Regions from separate parts of the Anser cygnoides genome. Here region 2 is linked to region 1. The links are chromatin contacts, called in public Hi-C maps. All regions are on one chromosome and are shown on one strand. The core of a region is the stretch at or near the end of the contact, and the rest is flanking DNA. Distances in the headings are between cores, read along the strand shown. Region 1 holds the start of VCP (valosin containing protein). Region 2 overlaps ATOSB (atos homolog B).

Region 1 (4,371 bases), core at 1,108-3,607:
ATATGCCTGCGCCCCTCAACCACACTCAGACAACATCTACGCAGCATGGAAGGAGAGCCTGAACCAAAAATACTAAGCTGGAAAGCCTAAAGCACGGGTTGCGATCCTCTTCTGCCAACTTTCCTACACATGCTGGTAAAGTTCATTGAGGGGCCAAGGCAGACGGCTAACCTAAGTAATTTTTAAAGCTCCCCAATGAGTTTTCTGTCAGAAATTGCAGCTTCTTCAGATCATCTGCCCAACTCATCCCTTGTATCAGCTCCCTCACACACTTTCCTCCTCCCTCACTTCTTTCACTGACTCAACAAAGAGACAAACTGAACACAAAACATAGCTTTAGAGCTGCTTGGGGATTAAAAGGAAATTATTAAAAGCTTGCCCCTAGACAGAGGGCAGGAGTGAGGACATAATCCCCTGCACAGCTAATGGGCAAACTTGTACATAAAGCAGGAGACATCAGTAAAATTGAAGCAAACAGGTACTAGCCCTGAAGCCCCCAAAAATGGGTTCCCAAGTCTCATCCTTAGCCGCCCTTTCTTTCAGCGAAGCAGCCCAACAGACCCATTTTACACTGGGAAGGGGAGGGAGCCACTCTAACAACTTTTAACACTTCTATGTTTTTCTTTGTCAGAGCACCCCTTGTTCAGCACACAGTAACGCCCAAAGGCTAAGCGTTAGGGCAGACTATAAGAAGAGAGAGCAGAAGATAATTACTGACAAGCAATTTTTCTGAAAACAAGCACTAATCTCCAAAAATCCCCATGAACTAGGGAACTAAGATGTTCCTGCAAGTCTGCGGTAAATATATAGTGGAAAAGTCCCTGACTCAAAACGATTCCAGCTTCAGCAATGAAAGTGAAAACAATCACGCCTTCTGGAGGCTGGTGGGCCTTTTAAATCAATGTCCTCATGAACCCTCTTTTGAGACAAACCTGGAAGTAGTTTCTTACGATCCTGACCCTCAACATTCATGTTATGGACTGAACTGCCTTCCCCAGGTCGGCATTATAAATCCATAACGCATTTTATCCATTAAAGCAAACGACTGATGCTCCTGGTGACTGCAGCCACATACAGGGCAACCAACCAGTGAGTTCATCCCCGTGCCTGAGATGCCAAGTTCTCAAATGCTATGCCAGGCTGGTAGGCACATGAAAACGAGAACCTCTTCAGAAACCACGCTCTGGTGGCTCTTGCGGTGCTGAAGCTCAGCTCAGCAAGATGGTTGCCAACAGCACTGAGCCCAAAATTGCAGCCAAGATGCAACTCTTGTTGCAGAGTAACTTCTGCTGATTCCTACGCGGTGGTGATAACTTTGTGAAAGTGTACGTTTCTTTTAAAGGCAGTGTTCACCTCAGCCAGCTGCAAAATGGGGCTTTTGGCCTATTGCTTCTAGCTCTGCTACGGTCACCGGATTCCCGGCACACCTTGGTAGGACCAAGCGGGTCTGAATTCCGGGAGTTGCAAAGGAAAAGGACAACGAAAACACCGGGCACTAAGGGGACGAGGAGTGCCTCCGGGAGGGCGAGCAGGTCACCGAGGCGTTCCTGGATTTGGGAAATTCTCTTCAGTGCTATTTTTAACACCCCTCGGCGCCCAACGCACGTGGGACGGCAGCGGGCTGAACACCGCCGCTCGGCTCCGTGCTGAGGAGCCTGAAAGCCGATCCGGGGCCTGGAAGCGAGGCCAGGCCGAGGGGGCAGGAACCGCCACAGCACGGGGGGGGGACTCGACCACAACATGTCCGCCTCCACAGCGCCGGGCCGGGGTGGGGGGGGCAAAAACCGGGCCGGGGCCGGGCCGGGTCGAGGCGGGGAGGCCTCGGGGCTGGGGGGAGGCATCGTGAGGGAGGCCCCGGCCTCGCCTGCCCTCACCCCCCGTCAGTGACTCGACGCTGGGGGGGGGGAGAGGGGTTGGGAGGCGCGCACGGGGGCCCCCTGCGGGCACGCGCCCTGGCCGGGAGCGCGCACGGCCGGGAGCGCGCTCGGGGAGCGGCCCCTCCCCACCCGCCCAGCCCCGCCTCCCCGGGGCCTGCATGACACAGCGGGATCGGGCAGCGGGGGCCCCGCCGCCGGGCCCCTCCGGCCGGGCACGGCGCCATCGCCGAGCCTCTGAGGGGAAGGAGGAGGAGGAAGGGGGGGGGGAGGAAGGCGGAGGCCGGGCCTCGCGCCTCATGGCTAGGCCGCGGCCCGCACTTACTCGGATCCCGAGGCCATGGCGCTGAGGGGGAAGGGCCGAGGGGCTCCTCGGAGCGGGGCGGCGGAGGAAGGAGGCTGCCGGGGCGGGCGGCGGGCGGGCGGGCGGCGGCAGGCGGCGGCTCTCGGGGTGCTCGGCGCTGCCTCGGCCTCAGAGCCGACTCATCGGAAGGGGGAGCTCCGCCCCGCGCCGCCTCGCCTGCCTAGCAACAGCGCGCGCTGGCCAATCGGAAATTCCGACCGGCGGAGGCTCAGCCAATGGGAAAAAGGAGAGGGGAAAAAAAAAAGGGAGCTCTCCTTCTCTGCCCCGCCCCTCTCCTTTTTCCCCTCCCAATCGGCGCGAGCCAAGCGCGACGGCCGACAGCCAATCGTAGTGCCTCCACTGTCATGGCTGATCTACCTGGCAACGCGAGCCGGGCAGCCAATGGCAAAAATAGGAAAATGGAGGGGGAAGGCCCGCCGCGCCAGCGACCAATAGGAGGCGCGGGAGGCGGGTGACTGACAGCTCGGGCATAGGCACTGGTGCGCTGAGCGCACCCGGGCTCAGCATGGCCGCAGCCCTCCGCCTGGCACCAGGGCAAGTTTTGGGAAGTTTCCCCTGTTTTAAGGTTTTTTCTTTTTTGGGGGGCTCTGTGGATGGTGAACTCCCTCCAGTTACCTCAGAGAACACCAGGCACTGCTGACGCTTGCTCCCGGCCAGCCACTCCCTTGTTTTCCTGTAGGTGCTTATGAATAAATTAATAAATAAATTAATTACCTGTGCTCTTGTACTTAATTCTGCCCTGCCCTCCTTTGTTTTTAGGGCTGAAGTAAGGGGGGAGTGAAGCAGAGCAACCACAGGGCCTGTCTGCCACCAGACTCCCCGCTCTGAGCGCAGAGGAGTAGGACCCCACTGAATTTAACCTCTTCCAGGAGCGCAGTTTCACCCTGCGGCCTATTTGGGTCAAGGCCAAATTCTTGCCTCATCAGCACCGACCTAGTTAGCGAGGTGATACAGTCAGGGCCTCGTCGTGTTGGACACTGAAGAGTTGTTTTCAACCCTTTCTTTAGGCTTGTGGAAGACAAGGCTCACCCAACGCTGGGACAGCACGGGTAGGGAACCTTCCCGAGCCCAAAATGTCCCTGGAGCGGGGAGTGATGGTGATGAGCTGATGCCAGCTTCAAAGGAACAAGGGTATCTCCACCCCGATCTCCCGGGGCATAGCCCACGGCAGCAGCAAGCCCATGATCTTCATTGCAAATGTTCACTCTGAATTGCCAGAGGAGAGGGCACAGGAAAAAAAAAAGACTTACATAAATTGAATAGATCTGAGGCTTTTATTAGAAAAGGGAATCTGTTCTGTTTCTGTCTTTTGGGAAATCCAGCTTCACCCAAGAGCAGTTTTGAGTCCTGAAAGAGTCCCAATGTCATCCTGGTGCAGGGAGGCTCCAGGGCATGTGATGAGGACACTGGCTGGGTTAGCTAAAGGGATCCTGGCTCATGGTCCTGAGGTAATCCTGTATGCTTCTAGCAAGAGATTCCCTCTGCGGGAAGGCTGCCTGCTTCACACATGAAACCAGGTACAAGGGGAAGGGCCTGAAAAAGAAGGGTGTTGCAGCAACAAGGTCTGTGGTATTCCCCTGTTCCTACTAGGAAATTCACCCCTCCTGAGGAAGACAAGGGGGGAGCTCCCCTGACACATTCAAGCTGCAGCTGAAGGCCAGCAGGTGCACTGAGATAAACCGCCCCCAGTTTAAAGCACAGGCTGCACTGCTGGAGCTCTCATCTGCAGCTGTTTGACATCCCAAATGCCCCACAACGCACCTTCCCTGCCCTTCCTGCTGCCCATCTTCCCCCGTGGGCCTCTCCAAGTGCTTCTGCCAGTGAGCAGCAGCCTCCTGCTTTCGGTTCAGCTTCCACAGGGCTTGCACCAGATAAGAGGCAGCAGCTGGGTCACCTGCAAGACACGTCAGAGGAGGAGAGGTGGTGTAATGGGGGAGGACTTTCCCAGATGCATCACAGGCTCTAATCAGCCCCTGGGCTGGCAGCCAGGACAGAAGCCAAGGCAGATGATGTCAGCCCTGCAGTACAGCCTGCCACTCCTCTGCTTGGGCTGGGGTTCTCTCTGCAAGCAGGTCTGCAGCCCCAGTGCGAGGCTCCGGGAGGGAACCTCGGTCAGGGCTGGGAGCAGCAGAC
Region 2 (4,669 bases), core at 53-2,552, 51 kb after region 1:
GAGACTGAGCTCAAGGGGCTGAGAAGCTGGCCAGCAGGAGGGAGCTGTCACCCGTGGCAGGGAGGCACACCACCACCTCCTGCCCCAGATGGAGCCTCCTGCAAGCAGGCACAACTCAGCAGCCTGCCTGCCCTTCCCTTCCCCTCCTCACCTCCAGCAGGCTCAGCAGGTGATGGACACGACACAGGGCCAGGGCTCCTGGGTGTCTCTGGAGGATGCTGGCGCCTGTTGATCTCCATCCCTCCCAGCCAAGGGTAAAACCAGGCAGGACAGGAGGTACCTGGAGCCAGCTGCAAGCCTGTAAGACCTTAGGGATGTTGAAACAAGAGGCTCCCCCAAACACAGACCAGCGGGGGGTATTTTCCCTTCAAATATTTGATCCGTGTCTCTGGTTGTCAGAGATACCGAGTACCTATTTCAGCACCTGCTGCAAAATACCTAGGTGGGAATCCCAAATGCCTGCTCCAGGAAGCTTAGCCCTAAATACACAGTGATTTGCTTTCACTGCTGGCCCTACTTCCATCGTTCCAATGGGGAACCTGCCCTCAGCCGTGACGAGCAGGACCACCAGGAGTCAAACTCAGCAGAGACCAGCTGGGCTAAATAGAAATTAAACAGCCCAGAGCTGGAGAAGGTGAGCAGCCATCCACGACCCCCCGAGGACACCCCCCAGGGTCTGCAGCAGTGCCAGAGGGGCACAGATCCCGCAGGGGATTTCTGCAGCTGTGGCCCAGATCTGCACAGCATCCTCCCCAGCCCGGCTCTTCCCCCTGGCTTAGCACAGACCTACTTCTTAGCCCTCTCTGCCCCAGCAGGGACCGTTCCTTTTTCCATCCTGCCTCTCCCGTTCTCTTAGTGTGGAGGGGAAGGTTACTGGGCAGGATCCGGCCAGGACAGAGACCTGCTCAGGTTGCCCAAGGCAGCTGCACGCCCCACTGCCTCCCAGGACAAGGATTCACCCTGCTCACCAGAGGCTGGGATGCCCTGACATCGCCTTGCTCCCCTGCAGTGCTCGTCTCCGGTCCTTCTGGCAGTGCCTCCAAGGACACGGACACGTACTGGCAGTGAGACATGAGCAGGGACCCGGTGCAGTGCTCACCCAGGCCCAGTGCAGCACACGGCCGAGCTGAATCCTCCCCCGCCTCCACCGCTCTGCTTCCAGAGCCCTGAGGCTCCCCCAGCTCCTGGGGGTACCTGGCACGGGCTGCCAGACCTTTGGGCTCCCCGACAGCCCTGGGACAGCACCTGCCTTCTGCTTCCCGCTGACTCACTCCCCTCTGACTCACCCCCTCCTCCTGCCTGACTCACCCATTTTACCACAGCCGGCTGCGGGCGTCAGGGCAATGCCACAAGCTCCGTGAGGCAGCAAACAGGGCAGGGGAAGCGGTGCCAAACCCCCCTCCTCCCGCAGCGCTGGCTCGAGGCCACGTTGGGGTGGCGGGGCCAGCCAGGAGTGGGAGCGCTGCCATGCGCGAGCACGGCCGAGATAAGGAGCGAGGAGGCTGGGGGTGGGTTTCCTCCGGGCTCCGAGGCTGCCTTCCAGGAAAACCTGGTGGTTTTATCAGCCCTCTGGCAGCCTGACCCCACCTCTGGCTGCTGGAGGGACACCCGGCGGACCTGCCTTGGGCACAGCCCGATGTGTGTGCTCCCGTGCTGCACCTCTTCCCAGTTTGGCTCTGCGGGGCGGAGAGCTTCCTTGGCTGACCTCAGGCTCTGGAAGGGACCGAAGCAGCCAGAGGTGACAAAAGGCAGATCGCCCATCACTGCTCCTGCTGGGGAGCAGCTCTGCAGAGCAGAGCACATCCATCAAGGAGCGTGCGAGAGAGAGCAGGCACGCAGGGAAGACACGGATCCGTGCACACGCCTGGGCTGCGGAGCCGTGCCTCTCCCTGCTGCAGCCTCATGGATCCATCTCCCACTGAGAAAATCTGCCTTCTCAGGGCAAAGAGAACCAAGACAAGCCCCACGGCTTCTCCTGCAGGCTCCCATCAGGATGCTTTGCTCCCCAGGGTGCCCCCAGGGGCAGCAGTGTGGGAGATGCGCAGTGCTCACCGTGTGCTATCAGCACGGCCAAAGGCACAGCCAACACCGCGGTCACGGTGCCACCAAGGTCACAGCACCGGGTAAGCACCTGAACAAACCAGCAGCCACCAGCAGGACAGGCCCAGCAATTTAAACGCATGTGCTGAAAGCAGGCTCTGAAAAGAAGGGCTTCCTGATAAGCCCTGGGGAGGCTAGGAGAGCACAGAAAACCTACACGAGCTTTTAAACAAGAACGTGCCCTACATGCAGGGGCACTGCTTCGATCTGAGACTGATGGTAACAGTGTCCTGATGGCGCCCCATTTGTGAGTAACAGAGGTGTAACACCACAGCACCCTTCAGCCAGGCTGGGGAGAGGATCAGAGGGGAAGCAGCCACGCTGCTCTCAGTTTTGACATCCCTCCCACGCCAAGGGATCCCTTTTAACTCTCTTGTGCCCCCCCTTATGCAGCCCACGTGGCTAAAGAGTGACAGAGCATCCCTTCAAAGTACAGTGACAGTGACCTTACTGCCTTGAAACAGTGCACATCAGGGCAGCAAGCTGGGAACTGTCAGCAGAGAGATTTATTCACCCACCTTTAAGTCAGTGGCATGGTTCTGCTGCTCAGGTGACGTCAGGGCAGCGTGAGAAGTGAGGATTTGGGGCAACGACAGAGGGAGAAGTTCAGGCTTTCTGAATGCAGATGCTAAGCAGCGAGAAGTACGTGAAGTTGATGCTTCTGCTGAAACGGTTCCTGTTAACAAGGGCAGGCACACAGATTGCTAGTCTGACAATGAGTCATCTACCAAGGTCAACAGAGGACATTTACCATCTCCAGGAGCCCCAAACCAAGCCTTTCATTTCTGGGTTCCCCTTCCCACAGTGGCTCTGTACTCCCCACATCTCCCTTCACAGTGACTGAAAAAAACAGAGGAGCCACAAGGCTGCTAACTTAGCTGGTGGCTGCAGCGACCCAGCCAGAGTAGCCAGCATGAGGACAGAGGCTGTAACAGAGCCGGTTCCCCTCCCAGCATCTCCTCTTGCCGGGACTCAGGGAGATGAAATAGCTGGAGCTGGCACCCAGCACTCATGGAGCATTCCCTGGGACCACTTTCCATCTCCTAGACAGAGCCCAGTGAAGCATCAGCCCTTTGTTCCAAAAATCACATCCAAGGTCATCCGATCCAATGTAAGGACCAGATGTGGAATTTCTTTAAATAAAAGCTTAGATTAGGGAGCGTACCCGTGGCGAGGGATGGAGTTGAATGGCCAAGCGCCTGCTAACCCAGCCTGCAAGTTTTAAGGACAAAGCTTCCTTTTCTGGTCAGTAACACAAATCCGAGTTTGCTAAAATTGGAAAGCCCACCGTGTGGCTTGCAGCTGGCGCTCACCCTTCCTGCAAGCTGCAAACCCCTATTGTCTTGGCAGCCCCGACCAAACCTCCCTGTGCAAGGGGATGCTCTTGTTGACTCAGCACATCCTGCAGCCCTCCGTACACATCCTGGGTGGGCTGGCTCGCACCGGCCGAGGCTCGGGATGGAAACAAGCTGTGCTCTCTTCCCACCTTGCTGTGGGAAGGGAAGTGGAGGTTTCTGCCATCCATCCCTTCCCTTGCTTCTTCTGCTGGTCCCTCTGCTGCTGTGCCCCACAGGGCACCCAGCGCAGATGACGCTAAGCAGGGAGGCCAGGATAGGAAAGCAACCAGGCTTAGGCTTTCCTGCTGAACTACACGTGCAAAAATCCACTTTTAGCCTGGGCAGGCATATAAAAGCCTTCTGACAAAGCAAAACATGCCTGCAGGCTCCCTTCTGCATTTTGGAGAGGGCCTCCCTCGCAGGCATTGCCTTGCACCCTCTGCTCACCCTGCAGCACTCACCGGCGCAGAGCAGGAGGGAGCAGCCCCAGCACTGGCTGCACGGGTGATGCCACAAATCCAGCTGCTATGTGCGGGGCAGCTGCAAGTGCCCCCTTGCCCCACACTTGGATAGCACTTACAAGATACGTGTGTGCCCCAGTGTGGTCTGTTCAGCCCAGACAGCCTCACCACTTCCCCATGGATCGAAAGCTGGTCTCCTTCCAGCAGACAAGGGCTCCTTCTTCCTCCTTTGTTCCAATTAACTTTACACCAGGATCCTTCCCAGCAGGACTGTCCCCCTGCATTTAACCCCCACTCCTTCAGACAGAAGCTCCTGCTATTTTTGCCCTGATCATTTCAGCTGTGTGTTTCCACCCTGATCGGGGTACCCAGACACCCCGATGTGCTGCTGGGTCCTTCCCTCTCAGCCTCCCCAGTCAGCAAAACAATTCCCCACTGCAGAAAGGATGCTTGACACGTTCACTAACAGCCTCAAAAGCAGGGGTGGGAATAGCACAGCTTAAACACTTTCACATCAAGGAGTGAGATACACAGGAAAAAACAAAACAGAGCCACCCCAAAACGTCAGGACAGAAGGTTTGAACTGAGCAGACAATCCCGGCCCCCCGGCTCCCAGCCTTGTGTTCAGTGCTCATTTGTCTCGGGATACAATTGAGTTTTCACTCTGGTCTTAAAGCTCCCCAAGAACTCGCTGTCACCGTTTTCCACAACCTCCTCTCTCTCTGCCCCACTTCCAACAGGGACCTCAACTGCTGCTGGCTCCCAGCAAAG

Evidence for each region. A called contact is a pair of places that touch in the nucleus more often than the background predicts.
Region 2: a Hi-C map of blood shows a contact between it and region 1, with 4 times the contacts expected there. The contact joins the enhancer-like site here to the promoter of VCP in region 1. A contact is called at or near these places in 2 of 7 Hi-C or Micro-C datasets (blood and liver).

The regions. Positions count from the first base shown.
Region 1 is chrZ:63,870,820-63,875,190 of Taihu_goose_T2T_genome, forward strand. VCP (valosin containing protein) reads right to left here and starts at 2,358. Exons shown (of 17, transcript XM_066988708.1): 1 at 2,200-2,358. The coding sequence starts at 2,216. It overlaps FANCG (FA complementation group G), which reads right to left. Exons shown (of 13, transcript XM_048053955.2): 12 at 4,000-4,132; 13 at 3,490-3,771. The coding sequence ends at 3,654.
Region 2 is chrZ:63,922,754-63,927,422 of Taihu_goose_T2T_genome, forward strand. The region is part of intron 2 of ATOSB (atos homolog B); the gene reads right to left. Among named protein-coding and RNA genes, the nearest start is that of ATOSB, 17 kb to the right of the region's middle. Within about 2 kb of position 1,303, at least 3 of the 3 cell types and tissues checked have open chromatin away from gene starts, as enhancers often do. A contact at or near this core is called in liver, where this site is marked.